2 separate regions of the Sus scrofa genome follow, and region 2 is linked to region 1. Evidence: chromatin contacts called from public Hi-C data. All regions are on one chromosome and are shown on one strand. Each heading gives the region's core, a stretch centred on a gene start, on an enhancer-like site or on the middle of the called end of the contact. The rest is flanking DNA. Distances are from core to core; before and after follow the strand shown.

Region 1 (4,032 bases), core at 1,049-3,548:
TTTGTTTTTTTTTTTAATTATGGATGATGCATAAATCATACAGGTGTGATAGAAAAAAAAGATGGATCCAGATATGAGGAGCAATCAAGAACCAAAAATTACATCTTAGTTACAGATGCTCTGGAAATAGTTGTGTTTTATTGAATAACAGTCGGAATCAACATTCAGTAATATTAATATGTGGAGGATCAGTGCCAGGAAAATTTGTATTTTTTATAAATAACTTCAAATTATTCAATTTATTAAATAAATATAAATTACTAAATAAAATATAATGTCTAAAATATGAATTTTAAAATAACTTCCTGTTGATCTGGATTTTTATTAAACAAAGAAATGGTTGCAGTTACACTGGATAACATGGCTTCTACCATATTTAATTCATCTGATTTTCTCACCTGATTACATTAATAATGTGGCATGTTTGTAAAATATCTTGAATTTTGAACAAAGTAAATATTAAATAACATTTGTAAATTAATTTGTAATTGTGTGGATAAAGAACTGTGGCCTGGATGAGACCATTGAGTTTGAAAGTCTACCCTCATGATTTTAAGTTTCACCACTTCTGTGTATGCTTATGTTTATAACTGGCCATAAATAAATGTCAGATTAACATTTTCTGTCATTCACATTAAAGTCTATTTAGAAAAGTTGCATTAATTAAACTTGTTTAATGGTTTAATTTTAGAATAGTAAGCAGGTTAACTGAAAGTACTGTAGATTCCATTTGTCACAGTGGTGTAGCTTTTAGACTTTGGGGAAATAAAATTTTTAGAATTAACATTGCTTCATTACTTCAGCTGTTGATTAACCTGTTGTAGCAGAACATTTATTAGTAACTTCATATTTTTTATAATATGTTATAAATTTTAGATCAAATAATAAAGTAAAGCTGGCATCATTCATGACATTATTTGGGGAGGAGAAATATTGTGGAACTTAGGAGCAATTTTTCTAAATAATGTATCCCCTGTAACTTGAATGTGTTATCTTTATCCCTAATGGTATTTTGAAATATATCGATGTGACTTTCTTACATTTTATTTTAATATACTTTATTTTAATCCTAAAACTATTTTAATAGTTTAATTTTTTATATGGTCCTATGTGGTAATAGGACAAATGGTGTGGGCATGGGTTGTATTTTCTTGTTTACCATTTTATTCAAAGCACTAGCATGGAATGAATGAATGATTAAGAAACAAGAGAATAGAAATGCATTGTCTGAAGTTTAAATGTATACCTTCAAAATCATACTTTTAAGTTATCTTGGTGAAAAACGATATGCATCCAAGAAACTGAAGCAGATGGTGAGGAAATTAAGACTATTTGGAAATAGGTGTTTTATTCCTCATCATCATTGTTCCAATCCAAAAACCCTCTTGGAGTCCCTTGTCTGATTATCTTCTGTGGATCTGATAATTCCAGGATTTTATTTTTTCTTTTTATTTTAAAAGTTCTGATTTATCTCATTTCTATGTACAGATATTATTCTTGACACAAGGCATTTATGAGAGTGGACAGTAGCAGGCAGCAAATGGACTCGTCTGAAATAGCAGAAATCTGTTCTTTTCTTTCTGACTCTCAAAAGCAGTATAGGCATATGCTTTATTTTATGCATTAATTTTAAAAGAAATGTCTTTAAATTATGACTCAGTAGGTTGATGAATCTGGGTAATGATGTTTTTTCCCAAGGCCTCTAGGGTGATTTTGATCATCTATCAAGTTTACAAATCACTGATTAAGATTAATTTCCTTAGGATTTTTTAGTTTGTTTAATTCCAAGCAGGGAGAAAATGGGGAAAAAAAGTTACATGCCAAAAAGTATCTTTGGAGGTGACATAGCTTTTATTTAAAAAATGTTTTTTTAAGAACAGTTTGCTCCGGCCTTTTGTTAAGATCCAGTGATGGCTGAGAGAGCTAAAAACACCTTTGAGATGGATTCAGAAGACCCAAGAGATCCGGTGATGAAATGTGATTAGCAAGCTGTAGGGGAGGGTCACAAATGTGTGATTTTGAAGTCTCTTCTGTTTGAAACCAATTTTCAGAGTCTTGAATTCGATCCAGCAGATAGTATGTATGCCACAAATGGAAAGATTAAACTGGAGCAATATAATTAGGGTAAGCCATTGCATCTGCACTTGTATCGCAGCAACTGAATTTGAAACCAGCTGCAAAATGGTGACTAATCTCTCTGGCAAGCCCACATGAGAGTGTTGCACAATAAGCCAGCCTCAGCCTCACAAGCACATGTTCCTTCAACTCGCCTCTGAGCAGGTGATGGTGATGATGCAATCTGATTAGACTTTTGAATGTATTCTAACCACAGTCAACAGTTGAGTCTCTCAAGGGAGTTAACAAAAGACTTCAAACCAACCATAGATTTTTTTCCCGCCATAGTTTCAACTATAGAAGGCTATGGAAACCAATGTGTATATATATATATATATGTTTATTTTTTTAACTTCAGTGACTATGATACTTTATAGTACCTTATAATGTTAAATTGGAGAGGTCTTAGTTAATTTTTATGTATGATAGGAAGATGAGAAAAATAATGTAGAAAGAAGAAAGTACTTGAACTTGAAGCTCTTATTCAGAATTGTTCATGAGTGCTTGTACTGATCAATTAAAATAATTAAGCTCTCCAGACTGTTTAATTCTGTACAAATAGGAGGTGGTGATCGGTGGGCTAGGAAATGCTTCAGTGCTATACTGACCTTTCCGTATTCAGGCATGCACCTCCTTAGCTCCTTGGCCTGTCCTGATGAGGTGATATTTAACAATGTCTTGATTACCAAAGGTGTTTAATAAATACTCAGTTTGACTTGGACTTGAGCTTTTGTTTTTCATCTTTAAAGGGAATAAAAATAGTTTCTTCTTCCAGTGTACCACAGAGGGACATGGTGAGGATGAATAAAGCCATCTGTTTGAGAATGTATGTCGCCTTTGGAAAAAAGTGCTGCCAGACCTAAAGTATAGTGACAAGTTTAGTTCAAGTGAGTAGTTCAAGAGTAGAATGCCTAGAAATTGCTTGCTAAATTTAAGTATAAAAATATGATAGAGCTTGTAGTAAAGAACACGAACTCCACAAGACCATTCAAATAGAACTTGCAAATTGTATGCCTCTGAGAATAAAGAGAGTGGAAAAAAACCCAACCTGGTGGTACTCAAACAGCGTTCATCAGATTTGCTTTGGGTGTTCGTCACAAGTGTATATGCCTTGGCTGCATCCTCATCAGTTTTGATTCTTTTGGTTTGGAGTGGGTCCCAGGCACATGGGATTTTATTCATCTCCCTCCATACCCCTTCCTTCCTCTGATTTTGACACACACCAAAATTTGAGAAACACTGCCCAGGCCACTCCAGTATACCACTCCTGGTAATATAGACTACTAGGTATAAGTGGACTACCACAGTATAGACTACTTAAGCTTCCTAATTTGCAAACAAAAGAAAATATTTCATTGTTAATCAGGAGAAACAGACTTTTCTCCTGGTTATTATAAAAAGGCTTTTGAAAAAAACCACGATGATTGTGTTCAATCGTGATATTGTAGAAGCTCTTAATATTTTTCATATTTTTTTTTTTTTTTGTCTTTTTGTCTTTTGTTGTTGCTGTTGTTGCTATTTCTTGGGCCGCTCCCGCGGCATATGGAGGTTCCCAGGCTAGGGGTCCAATCGGAGCTGTAGCCGCTGGCCTACGCCAGAGCCACAGCAACCCGGGATCCGAGCCATGTCTGCAACCTACACCACAGCTCACGGCAACGCCGGATCATTAACCCACTGAGCAAGGGCAGGGACCGAACCCGCAACCTCATGGTTCCTAGTCGGATTCGTTAACCACTGCGCCACGACGGGAACTCCTTTCATATGTTTTCATTTAAACTTTTACTGTGACTAAAGGGCATTTTATTGAAGAACTAAAAACCTTCCATGAAGTGAATGCATGGATTGGATGCAGGTATCCTGCCTTCTAGTACTCTGAATTTAGAGAAATGTAACATTGAAACTCTCTGGAGGAATGAG
Region 2 (4,032 bases), core at 396-2,895, 380 kb after region 1:
TCTTTTAGGAGTAATGAAAAATACTCTGGAATTAGATAATGCTGATGGTTGCATAACCTTGTGAATATACTAAAAGTGAATCAAACACTTTAAAAGGGTGAATTTTAGGATATGTGAGTTGTAACTCAATTAAAAAAAAAAAACCAAACCCTCCCCCCAAAATCCTACCACATAAGATAGTTAAGAGGATGAATGAGCTAATTTTTATTTTCCCACAGTGAGTTTCTATTTTCCATAGTCCGTGTAGGGTCAGAAAGAGTGAAGGCAGTAAAGCTATAAACATGGTTACATGAGCCTAATATCTCTGCCTCTAATGTCCTCACGGAGCTTCACTGCAGGGACCTACCTCCTCCTCTGCTGTCCACTGCCTGGCGTTTGCCCCAGTCCTCTTCTCTGCCGGGTGGTCTTTGAGGCTCCCACCAACCTGGGTCCTCGGGCAAGAGGCCCAAGAGCGCATCTCCGAACTTGTCCTCCTACAAACCTCCTCATCTTCCCAGCTCACGGCCCTCCTTGCCCTGCCCACCCCCGGAAACAAGGCCGGGAGACCAGGACACTTCCGGCTTCAGCCTGGGCCCACCCCTGGCTCCTCTCCAGGTGCTTCTTCTTTAACCCTAGATCTGGTTTCTAGAGCAGAAAAGCCTGCTTGGCCCTGGGCTTCCCTCACTACAGACTCACCATTGAAGCCCAAGAGAAAGAGGCAAGGGTGCCCCCGGGGCTGGTTCTGAGGGCAGCAAACAGATGGGTGGCAGGCTGTGGGGAGAGAGAGCCAGAGCTTGTGTGCTGTCAAGATTTGTTTAGTTTCTTCCTTTCCAGCTGGGCCCAAAGTCACCGCTCACCCAGGATGCCAGCCCCTGTTGGCAGGATAAAAATACCCCTTAGTTTGACTACTGAGCCCATGTGTGGCCAACTCAGCCATTCAGGGCAAGGAGAGAGGAAGGGGAGAGAATGGCTGTGACATCCCTGCAGGGAAAGGCAGCTAGAGGAGACTCCTACTTGCTGAGAAATGGATTATGGGGGCTTTCAGGGCTCATAAGAAGTTCCAGTCATGCTGGAGCCTTCTGACTTTATTGTTCCTTGATCCCTTTGAGAATTTATGAGACCGCTAGACTATTTCCTCAGGGGGGAAAAAAAATCCACTGAGGTGCCTTTTCACCCACACAAAAATACATAGGATCTCAGAGGAGGTACAGAACTCTTGATCCTAAAAGATCCATAAATCCCTGGTCCAGAATAGACCTGATAACAGGGCAGAAAGTATTTAGAACCCAGCCGTCAGAAGTAGTGATGAGCTGCTGGAAGAGAGTGGAAACGTGGGCGTTGATCTCTCCAGCGCCGTGTCCTGAGAAAGCTTTCTGTCTGTGCTGAGGACAGGGGCATAGTGGGTGATGCTCTAAATGTTAGATGGACCCTTGGGCACCACAGCTCAGGGCCAGAAATAGCAGCAAGGAGATACCATGGATCAAAATCAATAGAAATGCTCCCTGGGAAATAGCTGGAGAAGGAAGCCCTGGAAAGCTGCTATATAATCCAACCTTTCCCGATGAGGCAATTTGGAAATCAATGGCCTCTTTCCTGGCTGGCAGAGGTGGCCTCTGTCAGGTTTTAGAAGTTTCTGAGGGGCCAAGGGATGAAGTCACAAGCCTAATGCCAAAGCCAGCAGTTATCTAACACTGAGATTGTTGTTTTCACTGGGGCAGGGGTGGTGGGGGTGGGGCGGGGTTATCCTAGCTGTGGGAGGAGCAGTGTCACAATGCAGTTAGACACACTGTAAGTGCCACTAGAGTGTCAGGCAATAGGAGCAATGGAGAAAGAAGAGATTTGATGGAGAATCTGAGGGGCCCCAGAATTCCGTCGAGGTTAATCACGTTCTTCTGCAGGACAGCATGCTCCACGGCCATGGCCCCTCTTGGGAAATCTAGAGCCTGCACTGGGTATTTTGTGAGCAATAGGGCACTCAGGTTAGTCTCCTACCGATCAATTCTCAGAAGGCAGGACATAGGTGGATATTCTGTATTAAGACCAAAGATCCTATTTTCAGAGGAAAGAAGTTTAGCTGAGAGCACTGGAGCAATCTGGGCTGTCTTCGTGGTGTGGCCAGCACCTGCCCTCTCCCCTCCTTCACCCCCTATCTGGTCTATACCTCTTTGCTTCTGGGGGCTCAGTTTCTGATTACAAGTCCCCGATGCCTTAGAGTAACTGTGCCTGGCTCTGTTAGTTTCGGTGTCTACTCTTTTATAAGTGACACATTTGTTTCATACCATCACCAGTTCAGAATCAAAGGAGAGAGAAGCTGATGAACTACACATCTTGTCTGGGTGAAAAGTCATTCTACCTGGCCTGCCACATTGACTTCCTGAGCTAGTCAGTGGACACTGAGAGGTTCTGTAGTTCAGAGTGTAACTTATCAGCCTAAGACCGTATCTCTCCTAGCAGAATGGGAGCCAGGACTGCTTAGAAAGGGGACATGGGTGTGACAGTTTGAATGTTGGTTTTTGTCAGTTCATTCCCCTGGAACTTTTTAAATTGCCTGTAAGAAGACAGAACCACCAGTATTATAGGACCTTTGTCTCCTGAAAAGAAAACAAGGCAACCCAAAAAACCTCTTTCTTTAATACGCATATATTTTCTCCTTTGAATAAACTAGACTATTGTTGGAAGTCTTTCAAAGTTAATTTTAAAGACCAAGAGACTTTTTAAGGCAGAAATAGCCATACTCATGAAATACTCCATCTTTCCTGCCAATCGCTGTGGAGGGCAGAGAAGCATGCCATTGTTTGGATGAAGCATGGCATAGTCAGTGCATGATGCTCCAGCTCGACCTTTCCTTGCTGAGGTGGCTGAGTAGCTCAGGTTTTACCTGGTCAGCTATAGGCTGGTGACACTTCCTCAACTTGAGACCCTGAGGGTTTGTGGAGCAGAGCCCCTCACACCAGATTGGAAACAGAGCATAATTGAGAAAAAATGAAAACTTCCTTATTATAAACCATTCAGATCTTACGGTGACTGCTGTTGAAGCATAATCTGGCCTTTCCTGACTCACCCACCGATGGAGGCTGGTAGACATGCGAGGGAGAGTCTTACCCGTGAGGAAGCCACTGTGGACAGAGTTATCTTCTTTGGAGCTTCAAGCTGATCAGACTTCTGAATCTGCAGCCCAGATTCAGTCTGGGTCTTTCTGCTTCCTCTGACATTTCCTCAGGGCTCTGCTACCCTGTAGTACAGCTTCCCTTCATGGAGGATCCAGACTCCAATTTCTTTTCTTCTTTCTTTTCTTTAAAAGGCCATACTTACTGAGGTGTAATTTACATATAATAAAATTCAAGTGTTTTAGTTGTCTATGTAATTGCAAATGCGTACAGTCATGTAACCACCAACTCAATTTACAGAAGAATTTCAACACCTTCCAAAATGTTCTTATGCCCTTTGGAGTCATTCCCTCTTGAACCTGAGCTCCTTGCAACTACTAATCTGACATGCGTCCTTGTAGATGTGCCTTTTCCAAAAAGGCATACAAATGGAACCTCACAATATATAGCCTTTAAAAAAAGCAAACAAAAAACCTTTTTATTTTGGAATACTTTTAGATTGACAGAAACATTGCAGCGATAGTACAAAGTTCCTTACCCAGTTTCCCCTAATGTTAACACCTTACGTAGTTACAGGACAGTTGTCAAAATTAAGAATTTAATGTTGGTACAACACTATTAAATAAATGGGTCTTTATTTGGTTTTCATCTGTTTTCCCACTGATGCTCTTTTTCTGTTGTAGGATCTGTTCCAGGATTCTTTCCAGGATCCCACATGGCATTGCATTGTCATGTCTCCTTGATTTCCTCCCATCTGTGATGGTTTCTTGGTCTTTTCACATTTTTCATGACTTTAACGTTTTTGAAGGGTATGGGTCAGGTGTTTTATAAAATGCCCGCCCCTCAATTTGAGTTTGATTTTTTTTTTTTTTTTGCTTTTTAGGGCCGCACTGGTGGTATATGGAAGTTCCCAGGCTAGGGGTCAAATCAGAGCTACAGCTGCCAG

What was found. A called contact is a pair of places that touch in the nucleus more often than the background predicts.
Region 2: a contact with region 1 is called in a Hi-C map of liver, with 4 times the contacts expected there. The contact joins two enhancer-like sites. A contact is called at or near these places in 3 of 47 Hi-C or Micro-C datasets (epiblast stem cells and liver).

What each region holds. Positions count from the first base shown.
Region 1 is chr9:77,977,358-77,981,389 of Sscrofa11.1, forward strand. All of the region lies in intron 2 of UMAD1 (UBAP1-MVB12-associated (UMA)-domain containing protein 1), which reads left to right. Among named protein-coding and RNA genes, the nearest start is that of UMAD1, 64 kb to the left of the region's middle. Within about 2 kb of position 2,299, at least 15 of the 83 cell types and tissues checked have an H3K27ac peak or open chromatin away from gene starts, as enhancers often do. A contact at or near this core is called in liver, where this site is marked.
Region 2 is chr9:78,355,171-78,359,202 of Sscrofa11.1, forward strand. No RefSeq gene overlaps it. Among named protein-coding and RNA genes, the nearest start is that of GLCCI1, 140 kb to the left of the region's middle. Within about 2 kb of position 1,646, at least 8 of the 83 cell types and tissues checked have an H3K27ac peak or open chromatin away from gene starts, as enhancers often do. A contact at or near this core is called in liver, where this site is marked.